Linked DNA regions of Mus musculus: regions 2, 3 and 4 are each linked to region 1. Evidence: chromatin contacts called from public Hi-C, HiChIP or PLAC-seq and Micro-C data. All regions are on one chromosome and are shown on one strand. The core of a region is the stretch at or near the end of the contact, and the rest is flanking DNA. Distances in the headings are between cores, read along the strand shown.

Region 1 (3,271 bases), core at 339-2,838:
TTTATTTATTTATTTATTTGGTCTTACCAAGTTTAATTTTAAAGATTATCAGCCCACAGGAAATGCCTACAATTGATTTTATTTACTTAAAACCTTAGATATACTTCCATCTTGTACACTTAAAAAGGCTTTTTACTTTTTTCATTTTGTGTGTATGTGTGTGTGTGTGACATATGTGTAGCTAGTCACAGAAATTGGACTTGAAGCTGTAGTCACAGATGGTTGTGAGCCACATGGATGCTGAGAACTGAACTCAGGTCCTCTGGAAGAGCAGCAAGTTCTCTTAGCTGATGAGCCATCTCCCCAGCATGAATTATTTTTTTAAAAAAAGATTTATTTTTTTTTAATTTATTTATAAGATACACTGTAGCTGTCTTCAGACACACCAGAAGAGGGGCACCGAATTCCATTACAGATGGTTGTGAGCCACCATCTGGTTGCTGGGAATTGAACTCAGGACTGCTGGAAGAGCAGTCAGTGTTCTTACCTGCCGAGCCATCTCTCCAGCCCCCCAGAACATGGATTTTATGTACTTTTAAAGGCTTCCCACCTGTGAAACACCTTACTACAGGGCTCAGTCATCGTTTTTCCGTATAGAGCCAGCTGGTAAATTCTGTAAGCAGGATGGGGATGCTGGGGCTTGAACCCAGGGCCTTAAGTGTGCCAAGTATGTGTGTTAGCATTGATCTGCTTCAGACTCCGGCCACTCAGCTACATTCCCGAAGTCTCCTAAACATTTCAGATTTCAAGGGCCACCTGGTCTCTGTCATAACATCCAGTGCTGCCTTTGTACAACTACAACAACAACTTTCATAAGCAGTGAGCTTGGTGACAATCTGTCATTTCCACACTTGGGGGCTGTAGTAGAAGATCAGGAGTTTGAAGACAGCCTGGACCATTTATCTAGCGAGACTGTCTTCGGAAAAACAAAAACAGAAGCCTATAAATAAATTAGCGTGGCTATGCTCCAAGAAAGAGATTATGCAATTTGAATTTTACGTATTTTTGTGTGATGAAATATTGCTATGCTTTTGATATATTTCAACAATAAATACAGAAACTCTTTTTTAGCAAATGGTCGGCTGGCTCACAACTTGTGGCATGCAGACTAGAATGGGTTTTGGTCCTTGGCTAGTGAATGTTTGATCTTAGATTATGAAATCAGAGTCTTAAGGAATAAAGCTTGCTTAAGAATGTGAAGAATCGGGCTTTGCTTTCCTGATCCACCTGTTCTGACTAAGTGGCTGTGGCAACTTTAAAGAACAGAGAATGAGGAAAGCCATGGGGGGTTAACTAACAGTCTCTGGGCTTGGGGCATCTAAGATAAGGACCTTGGGCTTTTATGAAATAATTTTTTTAAAGACTTATTTTTACTTACTATGGATAATGTTTGCCTCATGTATGTATGTATGTATGTATGTGTGTATGTATGTATGTAGCACTGTGTGTCTGATGCCTGCAGATGCCAGAAAAGGGCATTGGATCCCCTGGAACTGAAGTTATAAACGTTTGTGAGTCACCATGTGAGTTCTAGGAACTGAAGCTGGGTTCTCTACACAAACCCGAGTCCTCTCTATGGTGAGCACCTCTCTAGTCATCCTCCCAGGCCCTCTATTGCTGAGTCACCTCTCTAGTCAGCCCCACCCCCACCCACCCCCACCCACCCCCACCCTGCCCACTCCTCCTCCCAGTATAAAGATAAAGGGTTTATTTAGCTCATAGCCCTGATCCAAGGTCAAGAATTGACTCTGTAGGTGGCCCTTTTGCTGGCAGAGTTCCAAGGCTAAGCTGTACGGGGCACACAGATATAATCTCAGCACCCTAGGGGCAGAGATGAGATTTCAGGTTCAAGGCTAGCCTGGTCTACAAAGAAGAAAACACACACATTAAGTGATAGGCCCTGCTATAGTGGAGAGTGGTGGCTAGTCAAAATGAAAGCATCAGGACTAGAACTTAAGGCTTCTATATTTTGTTGATTTGGTTTTCCTTTCTTTTTTTTTTTTAAGATTTATTTATTTTATATATGTGAGTACACTGTTGCTGTCTTCAGACACACCAGAAGAGGGCATCAGATCTCATTACAGATGGTTGTGAGCACCATGTGGTTGCTGGGACCCACTCAGGACCTCTGGAAGAGCAGTCAGTGCGTTTAATCACGCTGAGCCATCTCTCCAGGCCTTGGTTTGGTTTTTCAAGACAGGGCTTATCTGTGTGGCCCTGGCTGTCCGGGTACTTGCTTTATAGAACAGGCTGGCCTTGAACTCACAGAGGTCCTCTTGCCTGTGTTTCTCTAGTACTGGGATTAAAGATGTGCACCATCACCACCTGGGTATGATTTCTATTTTCAAGAATCCTCCTGTATCCATTATACCTTCTGTTAAAAAAATCAAATAAACTATGAATCAGAAACATAGACCCAGCTGTGAAACCCAACCAGTTTTCATCCACAGCATTTGTGTTCAAAGTAAGAGAAAACAAGGAGATACCCATCCCCTCTTTAAACTATTATTACACAAACATAACAAACTAGAAACATCAGACAGACCTGGGGTAATTACTACACAGCCAGCTGAACCCTTTACCTGAAAGATCTCTCTCCGTGGGCCATAAACGGTGGTTACAACCGAAATATAAGCGTTCAGCTGAGCCACCGGGTTAGCGAGTGGCTTTCCCTTGAATAAATGATCATTTTTGTCTTCCCGTTGCTGGATCTTACCATCTCCTGGTCTGACCATGGAAGTGCCGCTGCTGGTAAAACCAAAGCTTTTATCCAGATTTAGTTCCCATTTCTGTTTTATAGTGTAGGGTGGCCACTAGGTTAATACTTTTCCAGGTGCGTTTGGAGACAGATGAAAGGATAAAGGTATTCAGAATAGTAAAATGTGGGGAAGGGAACCAGACCACGTTCATGTCTTCCAGCCTATGCCTTTAACCCAAAGTCTGGTTGAAGGCTGAAAAACAAAACAAAACAACAAACAAAGAAAAAACAAAAAAAATGTGGCATCCAGATGAAGCATGGCTGCCAAGGACCACTGCTGTAGTTCTGATGTAGTCTGGGAGGATCCTTAGATGCTGTGCTCTTCATGTAAGTTAGCTACAGGCTGGCAGGAGGAATTCCGTTGTCAAGGTCAGCCTCAAGCCTGGAGCTAATGAGGGCCTTGCTGACAAACGCTGGAAGTGGTAGAGTCCACTTCAAGACTAGAGAGTCGGCCCTCCACAGTCGGACCTCCTCCCTGGTCCACAGAATAAGTTCTAGGACAGCCAGGGCTAC
Region 2 (3,271 bases), core at 313-2,812, 250 kb before region 1:
TGGCTCTCTATATATTTACAAAATTCTCTTCTCATAAGAACAACAGTCTCTAGATGCAGACATCAGCATGACCTTATTCTAACTTGGCTGCCTCCCCAAAGACCCTGTTTCTAAATAAAACCACATTCAGAAGCCTTAGGGCCTGGGGCCTTCAACATATCTTTTGTATTTTTATAATGATTTCAAGTTTCATTCCTATTGCTGCGATAAAATACTCTGACAAAAAGCAATTTTATTTTAGCTCAGCATTCCATGTTATGGCCTATTACCTCAGGCAAGTGACAGGGCAGGAGCTTGAGACAGTGGTCAGATCACATCCACAGCCCAGAGCAGGGAAAAATGAATGCATGCATTCCCACTTGCTTGCTCATGCTCAGCTCGATTGCTCTACTCTCACGCAGTTCAGGACCCCCTGCTTTAGGTAATGACTCTACCCATAGTGGGATGGGTCTTCCAGACATGCCCACCCAATGTATACTGCTGTTCATCGGTAGTTGTACATTCCCAGTCTTTCTAGGTTTTATCTTTTTTAAAATATTTATTTGTTTATTGTATGTATGCAAGTATACTGTAGCCGTCTTGAGACACATCAGAAGAGGGCATCGAATTCCATTACAGGTGGTTGTGAGCCACTGTGTGGTTGCTGGGAATTGAACTCAGGACCTCTGGAAGAGCAGTCAGTGCTCTTAACCACTGAGCCATCTCTCCAGACCCTAGGTTTTATCAAGTTGACAATTAAAGGTGATCATCCCAGGGGACACAGTTCAGCTCATACTAGACATGCATTGAATGATGAAATTATTTTTTAATTTAATTGAGATCACAGAATCTTCACTAAAAGAAAAAGAAGCATAGAAATTTGAGCAATGAAATCTTTATGATCTGAATAAAAATGTAATAAAAGAAAAATATAATTATCCATAGCCAGCAATTCAACTTTGGAAAAGTGTAATGATGATAGCAATAATAATAATAATAATAATGCTTATTATTATTATTATTATTATTATTATTATAGCTGGGCAGTGGTGGTGCATGCCTTTAATCCCAGCACTTGGGAGGCAGAGGCAGGCGGATTTCTGAGTTCGAGGCCAGCCTGGTCTACAGAGTGAGTTCCAGGACAGCCAGGGCTACACAGAGAAACTCTGTCTCAAAAAAACCAAATAATAATAATAATAACAATAATAAGGCTGAGTTTGCCAAGCTGGATGTGCCCAGTCTTGCAACCGTGAAAGTCTGTCACGAGAGAAGTAAATTACTTCCTGACGTGATCTGAGGCCTGCTCCTCAGAAAGGATTCAGATCTAGTATTGTAAAGCTGGTGAGAAGGTCATGACTGGAGAGTTCATGGGACCCAGTGGGGAACTATTACTGTTGTTTTTGTAAAATGGACACAATGTGCCCATCAAATTGCTTTCTAAATCATTGCTTTTATATCCAAGGCTAGTGCTGCTGTCAGCTTTAGTGTCAAAGAGCTCCTTTTTGCAATGAACAGCGATAGGCACGGTGACTCATATCTAGATGAAGTGATGAGAATACGTGACCACTGAATGGTTAGCCATAGACACCACCCACAAGGCTCAGGGACTGTAGAAGAGAGTGTGGGGAGAGCCTAAGAGCCAGAGGAAGGAGTGTTCTACTGTGGAACCCATGGCTGTTGCGCCTCTGAATTCACAGTGGCTATGACCACCTTCACAGGGCCTGCACGAGACTGGGCCCATCAACAGTGTATTAATGAGTGGAGGTCACGAGGCCCCATCTCCCTGAGGCTCTGTAAGCAGTGAGTGGTTGACTGCAGAATGGAGAGAGGTTTTCTTCAGGGATGTAGCTGCCTGTAAGGTGTCTAAGTTCCTGTAAGTAACCAGCCCCTCACCTTTGCTTATGTAAGTAACCCTAAAGAAACTTGCAGGGTCATCAGAGGAAAAGACAGGAAGTTGGGAGAGGAAGCTGAGAAGGGGAAGGGAGTTAGTGGAAGTGTGGGGAGACAAGCTAGAGCCATGGCAGATGAATATGATCAAAATACATTATATGAATTATGACAATGTCACAGTGAGCCCATTATTATGTTCAGTCACTGTCTCGATTAGGGTTTTACTCCTGTGAACAAGCACCATGACCAAGGCAACTCTTTTTTTTTTTTTTTTTTTTTGATTGATTGCTGTCCTCAGACACACCAGAAGAGGGCATCGGATCCCATTACAAATGGTTGTGAGCCACCACGTGGTTGCTGGGAATTAAACTCAGGACCTCTAGAAGAGCAGTCAGTGCTCTTAACCACTGAACCATCTCTCCAGCCCCACCAAGGTGGCTCTTATAGGGACAACATTTAGCTGGGGCTGGTTTACAGGTTCAGAGGTTCAGTCCATTATCATCAAGGCAGGAACATGGCAGCATCCAGACAGGCATGGTGCAGGAGGAGCTAAGAGTTCTGTATCTTCATCTGAGGCTGCTGGGAGACTGGCTCCTAGAAGGAGGAGCCCACAGTGGGAGTCTTAAAGCCCACGCCCACAGCAACAAGCTCCCTCTGACAAGGCTACACCTACTCCATCAAGGCCACATCTCCAAATGGTACCACTCTCTGGACCAAACATATTTACATGCTTTTAAAAAAATTAAGTGGGCTGGTGAGATGGCTCAGTGGTTAAGAACTGCTCTTCCGAAGGTCCCAAGTTCAAATCCCAGCAACCACATGGTGGCTCACAACCATCTGTAACGAAATCTGATGCCCTTTTCTGGAGTGTCTGAGGACAGCTACAATGTACTTACATATAATAAATATATCTTTAAAAAAATAAAGAAAAAAAATAAAAAATTAAGTATGAGGGACATAAAGATGGAACAGTTCGAGGATTAATAGAAAATTTGTCCTCTTTTTATTACTTGAAAGGACAAAGATCAGGATTCCCAGGACTTTAACATTCCCAAGTCAAACGAGGAGTGCGTCATTCAAGAGACCCAGCAGATGGAAGAATTGACTTTGGTTTAGAAAAGCATATTCCATATGGCTAGGGTTTGCACTAATCAGACTTTAGCTGGTAAAAATACATGGACTCTAGAGTGTGAGAACCTTGGTGGGAGCCAGGATCGAAATGGAAGGAAGGAGGAACGGGAGGTGGAGCAGCGAGAGGAGCAAGACACCGGGCAAGGAGAAGGAACCAGACGTGACTTAAGACGGTGAACGATTCAGTATTTTCACAGGCACAATGGAAGCCATCTTTTTCTTTGGGTTTGGAGAACAGCACTTTGACGGTCTCTGTCTAGAAACTTCCATG
Region 3 (3,271 bases), core at 283-2,782, 230 kb before region 1:
CTAAGAGTAAGCTAGTATTCAGCTTTTTTACACTAAAAGCAAGGTTTCAGAGGAAAATAACAACTTGAACACTACATTTGCTAAAGGAGAGACGTGGAATTGCTGGCACACATTAGAGCTTGGGTAAATGAAGAAATGCAATCTTGATAATGGGCAAGCTATATGGGGAAATGCCAGGAGGTTGGTCATTTAGCAGAGACACTCTGGCTAGGAAGAGAACCCAAAGCTCATGAATTTAAAAGCTTGGGGCCTCAGACCCTTTTTTTTTTTTTTTTTGGGTTTTTTGGTTTTTCGAGACAGGGTTTCTCTGTATAGCCCTGGCTGTCCTGGAGCTCACTTTGTAGACCAGGCTGGCCTCGAACTCAGAAATCCGCCTGCCTCTGCCTCCCGAGTGCTGGGATTAAAGGCGTGCGCCACCACGCCCGGCTGGCTCAGACCCTTCTTAATGAGCGAGTTCTCTCAACTGCAGAGCAGCACCTTGGCCTTGACTGACAATAAAAAAAAATTACAGTGGGAAAACAAGGGTGTGCTCAAATAAGTAAAGGAAAAACAAAAAATAAAACAAAACAAAAAGACCAAACAAACAAACAAAACCACCACACATCATGGAAAACGAGCCCTTACACACAGTTCCAAATTTTCCATTCAAACAAACAAACAAACAAACAAACACAAACAAATCTTATGTATAGTCTCATTGACCTAGGATGGTCTGGAGCCACGTATGATGGTGCTTGTCTTTAATACAGCACTTGTGAGGCAGAGGCAGGTGGCTCTGATTGGATTCAGGGTCAGCCTGGTGTACATAGTGAGTTCCAGGACAGCCTGAGCAGCACACTAAGACCCTGCCTCAAAAAAAAAAAAAAAAAAAAAAAAAAAAAAAAAAAAAAAAAGGAAAAGGAAAGGAAAGGAAAGGAAAGGGAAGGGAAGGGAGGGGAGGGGAGGGGAGGGGAGGGGAGGGAAGGAAAAGAACAAGGAATTCTGTAGATGAATCGCCGCCAGTGCTTCCAATCTTCCCCAGGGACAGGTGAGAGAGAATCTTCCCACTTTCAGCCAAGGTCTAGTGTACTACACTCAGAGTGTTCAGCCTGCATGCCATTACTGAGTTACGGACCTCAGGACAGCATGGAGAATTATTCCCATCAGCCTTCAGTCTATCCCTTCATTACCTCTAAGCCAGGAGTCCTAAGCGTTGTCTATAACCTCCCATCTCTTACTTTAGAAAAACCATTTACAGTGCCTCTTTCCTTTTTAAGAAAAAGCTTTTGCCTCATCCAGCCAGTATTCAGGAAAAAAAAGTTGTCTTCTGAAACTGGTGTGTGCGTGTGTGTGTGTATGTGTGTGTGTGTGTGCACGCGTGCCCCCGTGGGCGTGTGTGAAATCTCCCCAAGCCCTACCAGTTTGGGACTAGAATCTCCGGGCCTCAAGCAACCATCGTCCTCCCTGTAAGTCCTCACCTTAGATGGCTTCTATCCCTCTAGGCAGTTTTCGCCACACCCAGATCTTGCCACCTGGTGCTCTGCCTTCTTTTCTAATCCTGGTGCCCCTTGTCCTACAGCTTTGAACTGGGTTCAAGGGGAGGGAATGAAGGAGCCTTCTCAGCTGTCAAAGGTCTTTGCTATCTGAGCGTTGCAAAAGCAAACAGTCTAATCTCTGTGTAGCTAGGCAGGGACAGAGTGAGGCAGACAATCTTGTTTGTCATAGAATAACAGAAGGCTAGAACCGGCCGCCTCTGAGATCTTCCGTCCCAAGATACACAAAGGAGGAAACCAAGACCCAGAGAGAGTGGAGTGGTCTGCCCAAGGTCGCACAGACCTGTTTAATACCTGCAACTTACTCAGCTACTAAATAATTAAGCAATGCTTCTCCCCGCAACAATCTTGCAGGCTAGGTATGGTGATTCATAGACAAGAAGTGGAAGCCGGGTGACTAGCCCAGGTCTCCCCTAGCTAAGCAGGAAGCCAGGTTTCCAACATACTCTTAGCTACCTGTATGAGCCTACATCACAAGAGTTGTGAGCATACCAGACTATCTAAAACAGGATTGGCACTTGACAATTGGTGTTCCCTAAGTGAGTGACCAATATACTGGGGGCGGGGGCGGGGCGAAGCGAAGTGTGGGGTGGGGGTGGGAGTAGGGGAGGGGATGGGAACAACACCTGGGCCCCACAGGCCTCTACGAGGGGGGCTGGGAAATGTTGAGGTTGGATCAGGTGCCAGGCACTGGGCTTTACTTCCTCATTCACTTTATCCCTGGCATTTCGCTGTGGAGGACACAGAAGAGTGAGGAGGTGAACTTCCTCACAAAACTGTGTAAAATCAGAGCAACAGAGCTCTGATGAATAGGATTGAACGGGGTCACGTTCCTCCGCCCCTCTTCCTACCGCCTGCCGCGTCTGTCTTTTCCTCTTCCCAGCGTCCACCAACCCAAGGCTTCACCGCAAAACTGTTGCTAGGTCCTCCTTCCCTTTGTCCCATTAAATGTTCTTTTCTGCAGACCACTCCCTGCCCCAGAGGCTACCTGATAAGCTGATTCCTGAGTGGCTTTCACAGGAAACCTGTTCTCCCTTTAGGTAACCCAGTTGACCTTTAAATGTCAAATCGTCAAGTTTCCAAGCAAACTGAGGAGAATGGGAGTGGGAAGCCAGGCAAGGTGTCACACAAAGTAAGGCTCATTTCCCTGTTCCTCGGTTTGTCCGGAGACTGTTCCTCCTTCCGCAGCCCCGCAGCCCCGAGGAGTTCAGCCCATGCAAAGCATAGAAGTGAAACTTATTTGCATCCTGTTCTCAAACAAAGGCCATACCTGTGGGACATTGGTTAATTCCCAACCACCCCTCCCCTCCCAACTCGGAAAGACTGAGGTCACGGTTCCAGCTTTGGTGCTGTAGGTGAGGTGGGGGGGGGGGTGAGGACACAGGACTTAGAAGTTCAGGGTTCTTCTGTTCCAGGACAGACAAGGCAAGGTAGTAGAAATACATTTAAAATAATGTAATAAATACTTAAAATTCACCACCATGATTTATATAATTAAATAACTAAGGTCATTTTCATCTGTTTGGTAGAAGTTCTGTTCTGTGATGGGCCATTGCACATGTCTTAGCTCTACACTCAGTCAGAGAAGATATTTGGGAAACCTGGGGTCAGTCATGAGGACACATTGCAGCATAGAAATTAAGAAATGCAGAAGAACTCGAGCAATGGTGGCACACACCTTTAATCTCAGCATTTGGGAGGCAGAGGCAGAGGCAGAGGCAGAGGCAGGCGGATTTATG
Region 4 (3,271 bases), core at 288-2,787, 140 kb before region 1:
AAAGCTTCCACAAACACTCACACTCCGAGCAGACTTTCTAACCACTGCTTCCCTCTGTGTGATGTCTTGCTCTAAGCTGGGGAGTCCCATGTAGGAAAGCTGTAAGATGCTGCGGCTTCCTTGATGGGGAACCACTACGAGCCTAAGCTGAGCCTAGTATCAGCCGTGGGGGTGAGTTGGGAATTTTTCCAAATTGGTACAGGCAAACCAAAGCAAGCAGGAGCATTGTTATAAACCAAAGTCCTGTTTCCACATCAGCATGGCCCCGTCCCCTGGGTATACTTAATAATCTTGGACTCCATAGCAAACAAATTAGGGGAAGGTTTGGTTTTTTGTTTGTTTGTTTTGTTTTTTAATGATCCAGTAAGAGGAGAAAGATATACACGCTACTGTTACATGATCAGCAAAATCCAAAAAAAATAGATTGACCAACAGCCAAGAAGAGAGGGCTACCTCCCATTACCAATCACTATAATACAGAAAACAGCAACCAGGGAAAGACACCCCCTCTTTCACTTGGGAAAGATTTCCTTTAGCAAAGGCAAGTCAACTTTCTTTTTTTTTTCTTTTTCTTTTTCTTTTTCCTTTTCTTTCTCTTTTTCTTTCTCTCAGGCTTGTTTTATGCATAGGAGCATTTTGCCTACATGTAGGTATGGTACCTAACGAGGTCAGAAAAAGATGTCAGATCTTCTAGAACTGAAGTGGTTGTGAGCTACCTACCATGTGGGTGCTGGGACCCGAACCCGGGTCCTCTACAAGAGCAACAGGCTCTTAAGTACTGAGCACTGTCTGGCCCTTCCATTGCACCTGTCTTTCCTTCCTCCTTCTATCCTCCTGCCTGTGTTTTCTTCCCTCTCTCCCTTCCTGTCTTTTTCTGTTTCTTCTCTCTCTCTCTCCCTCTCTCCCCCTCTCTCTCTCCCTCTCCCCCCACCCCCCTCTTTGGCTTATCCTGACTGTGGAGTTTTATCAGAGGTACGGCAGGTCAGATTACGCTAACAGTAGTTGTGTACACAGAACTTTAGTGGATGCGGCAAAGATGAGAGAAAAAAAGGTGATGGTGAGCAGAGGCCCAAACTGGAGTCTTAATGAAGAAGAACGTTTTAAATGGGGACACTTGGTACCACAGGAGAGAGCAGGTTTAGGGACAAAGCAGTTTGGGGACAGCCAAGGGCTCTGGACATCTGGCTTACTGGTACCAGAGGGGACTCAAGGCACCAGAGAGAAGAAAAGTCCAAGTCATTAAGAGAAGCCGTCTGGGCCAGACTGGCAGTGCTGCTCCCTGAGTGCAGACCCTAGCTCAGGACGGCCCTGTGCCTTGCCTCCTCAGAGAGGCCCCTATCTGTTCGCTCAATCCAGACCTTCCAGTGTCGAAAGGCTTGGGACAGACGGTGGCTTGCTACAACCACGGGCTATTTCTCATCTTTCACCTTCAATGTGCCTTCAGATTCGATTCTTGGGGCTGCCAGAAACTGTGACTCATCAAATTCTCAAGCCAAGAGCACAAGGACAGCCTCTGGCCTCACTTTGCAGACCCAGCCTGCTTCCCAGTCTTCACATACAGAGGTGGCAGGTCCCCGTGGTCCTGTTCTCACCAGCCAGGCTGCTTGCCTTTGTCTGCTGTCAGTATTGTCTAACGCACAGAGAACACAGAGCTTTAACTGTGTGCTAGCCTCGTTGTCCTTGTGCCCCCCCCCCACACCCCCAATATAGACCTGTCCTGGAAAGTGGTCAGTATTAGTTTAGTGTGGTAATGTGACAAGTTTGAGGCTAACCAGGGCTACATAATGAGTTTCAAGCTCTACATAATGAAACATTGTGTCAAAATTTGAACAACCACAATAGCAAATAAGGGTAACAATGTAGTCCAAGTCATAGCAAATGCTTTCTCTGCTAAGAGGCAAATGGTAACTATTTTAGGGATTTGCAGGCCACCCAGTTTCTCTTACATAATTTCCTTCCTTTTCTCCCACCCCACCAAAAATATAATACAGGCTGGGGAGATAGTTCAGTGGATGAAGGGTTTGCCACACACACAAAAGTTAGAACCTGAGTTCAAATCCTGATAACCTGGGTAAAGCTGGACACAGAAACACTCTCTAGAACCCCAGAACTCCTACAGTCATATGGGGCAGGACAAAAGAGTTCCCAGAAGCTTGAGGGTCAGCAAACAAATCCTGTCTCAAAATAGAAGATAAAAACCACCACATGTTAACTCTAAATGCACACCGTGACTCACACATGTGTGCACATGTGTACATAAGCATATACACACATTATATTATATATGTGTGTATGTATATATGTATATGCATGTGTGTGTATATATCAACAACAAGTCAGGAGGCTAGGAAGATGGCTCAGTAGTTGTGAGTGTTTGATGGACAAGCATGAAGACCAGGGTTGTGCTGGTTAACCCCAGTACTGTGTGGGCCAGAGACAGGGGGACCACTGGGACTTGCCGACTGACAGCCTAGTTAGATCCCAAGCTTCAGTTTCTGTCTCCAAAGAAGAAGGTGGAAAGTAAACGAGAGGGGACTGAACAACCTCCCATGGACCTCACTCACCCGTGCACACAGGCACACTGATGATAAATCAAATCACACACACACACACACACACACACACACACACACACACACACACTCACACACACACACACACACATACACTTCTATAGGCCAGAGGACTACCATCTACACTCACCATATATTGACATTTAGATACATCCTCTTTCAGTTTTTTCCTCTTTCCTGGCTACTGTAGCAATGTGAGTCTAAAACGATACATTGGGCTAGGAGGGTGATTACAGCATCAAAAGACCTAAGCTCAAAGCTTGGCTAGTCCATTGGGTCCTGGCCTTAGTTTCTTAATTTTAGAATCAATGAGCTATTCTACACAAAGGTGTTAACCTCCCTCCTAAATTTTTTTCCAATTTATTTATTTTATTTATATGAGTACACTATAACTGTCTTCAGTTACACCGGAAGACAGCATTGGACCCCATTACAGATGGTTGTGAGCCACCATGTGGTTGCTGGGTATTGAACTCAGGACCTCTGGAAGAGCAGTCAGTACTCTTAACCGCTGAGCCATCTCTTCAGCCCGAAGATATGGTTTTTTGAGACTGTCATAGAGACCCCAGGCTGGCCTCAAACTTACTGTGTGAATTAAGTTTGCCTGGACTCTAGCTATCTCATTTATATTTCAGGGTCTAGGCTCTGTCACATATAACACAGTTTGTTATTTCCACTGACATTAGAGGACACCTATG

The links. Hi-C and Micro-C count contacts between places; a contact is called where the count stands out from the background. HiChIP or PLAC-seq counts read pairs in DNA pulled down with a chosen protein or histone mark.
Region 2: a Hi-C map of the G1E-ER4 cell line shows a contact between it and region 1, with 4 times the contacts expected there. The contact joins two enhancer-like sites. A contact is called at or near these places in 7 of 39 promoter capture datasets (the C10 cell line, cranial neural crest, embryonic stem cells and 3 more), 1 of 15 datasets of contacts at CTCF or cohesin (the NIH/3T3 cell line), 27 of 484 Hi-C or Micro-C datasets (the C10 cell line, the C2C12 cell line, CD4 T cells and 9 more), 8 of 115 datasets of contacts at active chromatin or transcription factors (embryonic stem cells and large pre-B cells) and 4 of 9 other capture datasets (adipose tissue, embryonic stem cells, liver and 1 more).
Region 3: an H3K27ac HiChIP or PLAC-seq map of embryonic stem cells shows a contact between it and region 1, with 3 times the contacts expected there. The contact joins the promoter of 9130230L23Rik here to the enhancer-like site in region 1. A contact is called at or near these places in 10 of 39 promoter capture datasets (the 3T3-L1 cell line, the C10 cell line, cranial neural crest and 5 more), 2 of 15 datasets of contacts at CTCF or cohesin (large pre-B cells and pro-B cells), 12 of 484 Hi-C or Micro-C datasets (the C10 cell line, bone marrow-derived macrophages, brown adipocytes and 6 more), 5 of 115 datasets of contacts at active chromatin or transcription factors (all in embryonic stem cells) and 4 of 9 other capture datasets (adipose tissue, bone marrow-derived macrophages, liver and 1 more).
Region 4: a contact with region 1 is called in a Micro-C map of the HL-1 cell line, with 5 times the contacts expected there. The contact joins two enhancer-like sites. A contact is called at or near these places in 2 of 39 promoter capture datasets (embryonic stem cells and macrophages), 3 of 15 datasets of contacts at CTCF or cohesin (CD8 T cells, large pre-B cells and pro-B cells), 98 of 484 Hi-C or Micro-C datasets (the AML12 cell line, the AtT-20 cell line, B cells and 49 more), 19 of 115 datasets of contacts at active chromatin or transcription factors (the HPC-7 cell line, acute myeloid leukemia, bone marrow-derived macrophages and 9 more) and 6 of 9 other capture datasets (adipose tissue, bone marrow-derived macrophages, embryonic stem cells and 3 more).

Annotation. Positions count from the first base shown.
Region 1 is chr5:66,231,008-66,234,278 of GRCm38.p6, forward strand. No RefSeq gene overlaps it. Among named protein-coding and RNA genes, the nearest start is that of Nsun7, 27 kb to the right of the region's middle. Within about 2 kb of position 1,589, at least 29 of the 459 cell types and tissues checked have an H3K27ac peak or open chromatin away from gene starts, as enhancers often do. A contact at or near this core is called in the G1E-ER4 cell line, the HL-1 cell line, embryonic stem cells and 1 more, where this site is marked.
Region 2 is chr5:65,985,084-65,988,354 of GRCm38.p6, forward strand. It overlaps 9130230L23Rik (RIKEN cDNA 9130230L23 gene), which reads right to left. Exons shown (of 7, transcript NR_027961.1): 7 at 2,845-3,271. Among named protein-coding and RNA genes, the nearest start is that of 9130230L23Rik, 18 kb to the right of the region's middle. Within about 2 kb of position 1,563, at least 21 of the 459 cell types and tissues checked have an H3K27ac peak or open chromatin away from gene starts, as enhancers often do. A contact at or near this core is called in the G1E-ER4 cell line, where this site is marked.
Region 3 is chr5:66,002,753-66,006,023 of GRCm38.p6, forward strand. It overlaps 9130230L23Rik (RIKEN cDNA 9130230L23 gene), which reads right to left and starts at 1,533. Exons shown (of 7, transcript NR_027961.1): 1 at 1,458-1,533.
Region 4 is chr5:66,088,799-66,092,069 of GRCm38.p6, forward strand. The region is part of intron 3 of Rbm47 (RNA binding motif protein 47); the gene reads right to left. Among named protein-coding and RNA genes, the nearest start is that of Gm26725, 61 kb to the right of the region's middle. Within about 2 kb of position 1,538, at least 107 of the 459 cell types and tissues checked have an H3K27ac peak or open chromatin away from gene starts, as enhancers often do. A contact at or near this core is called in the G1E-ER4 cell line, the HL-1 cell line and granulosa cells, where this site is marked.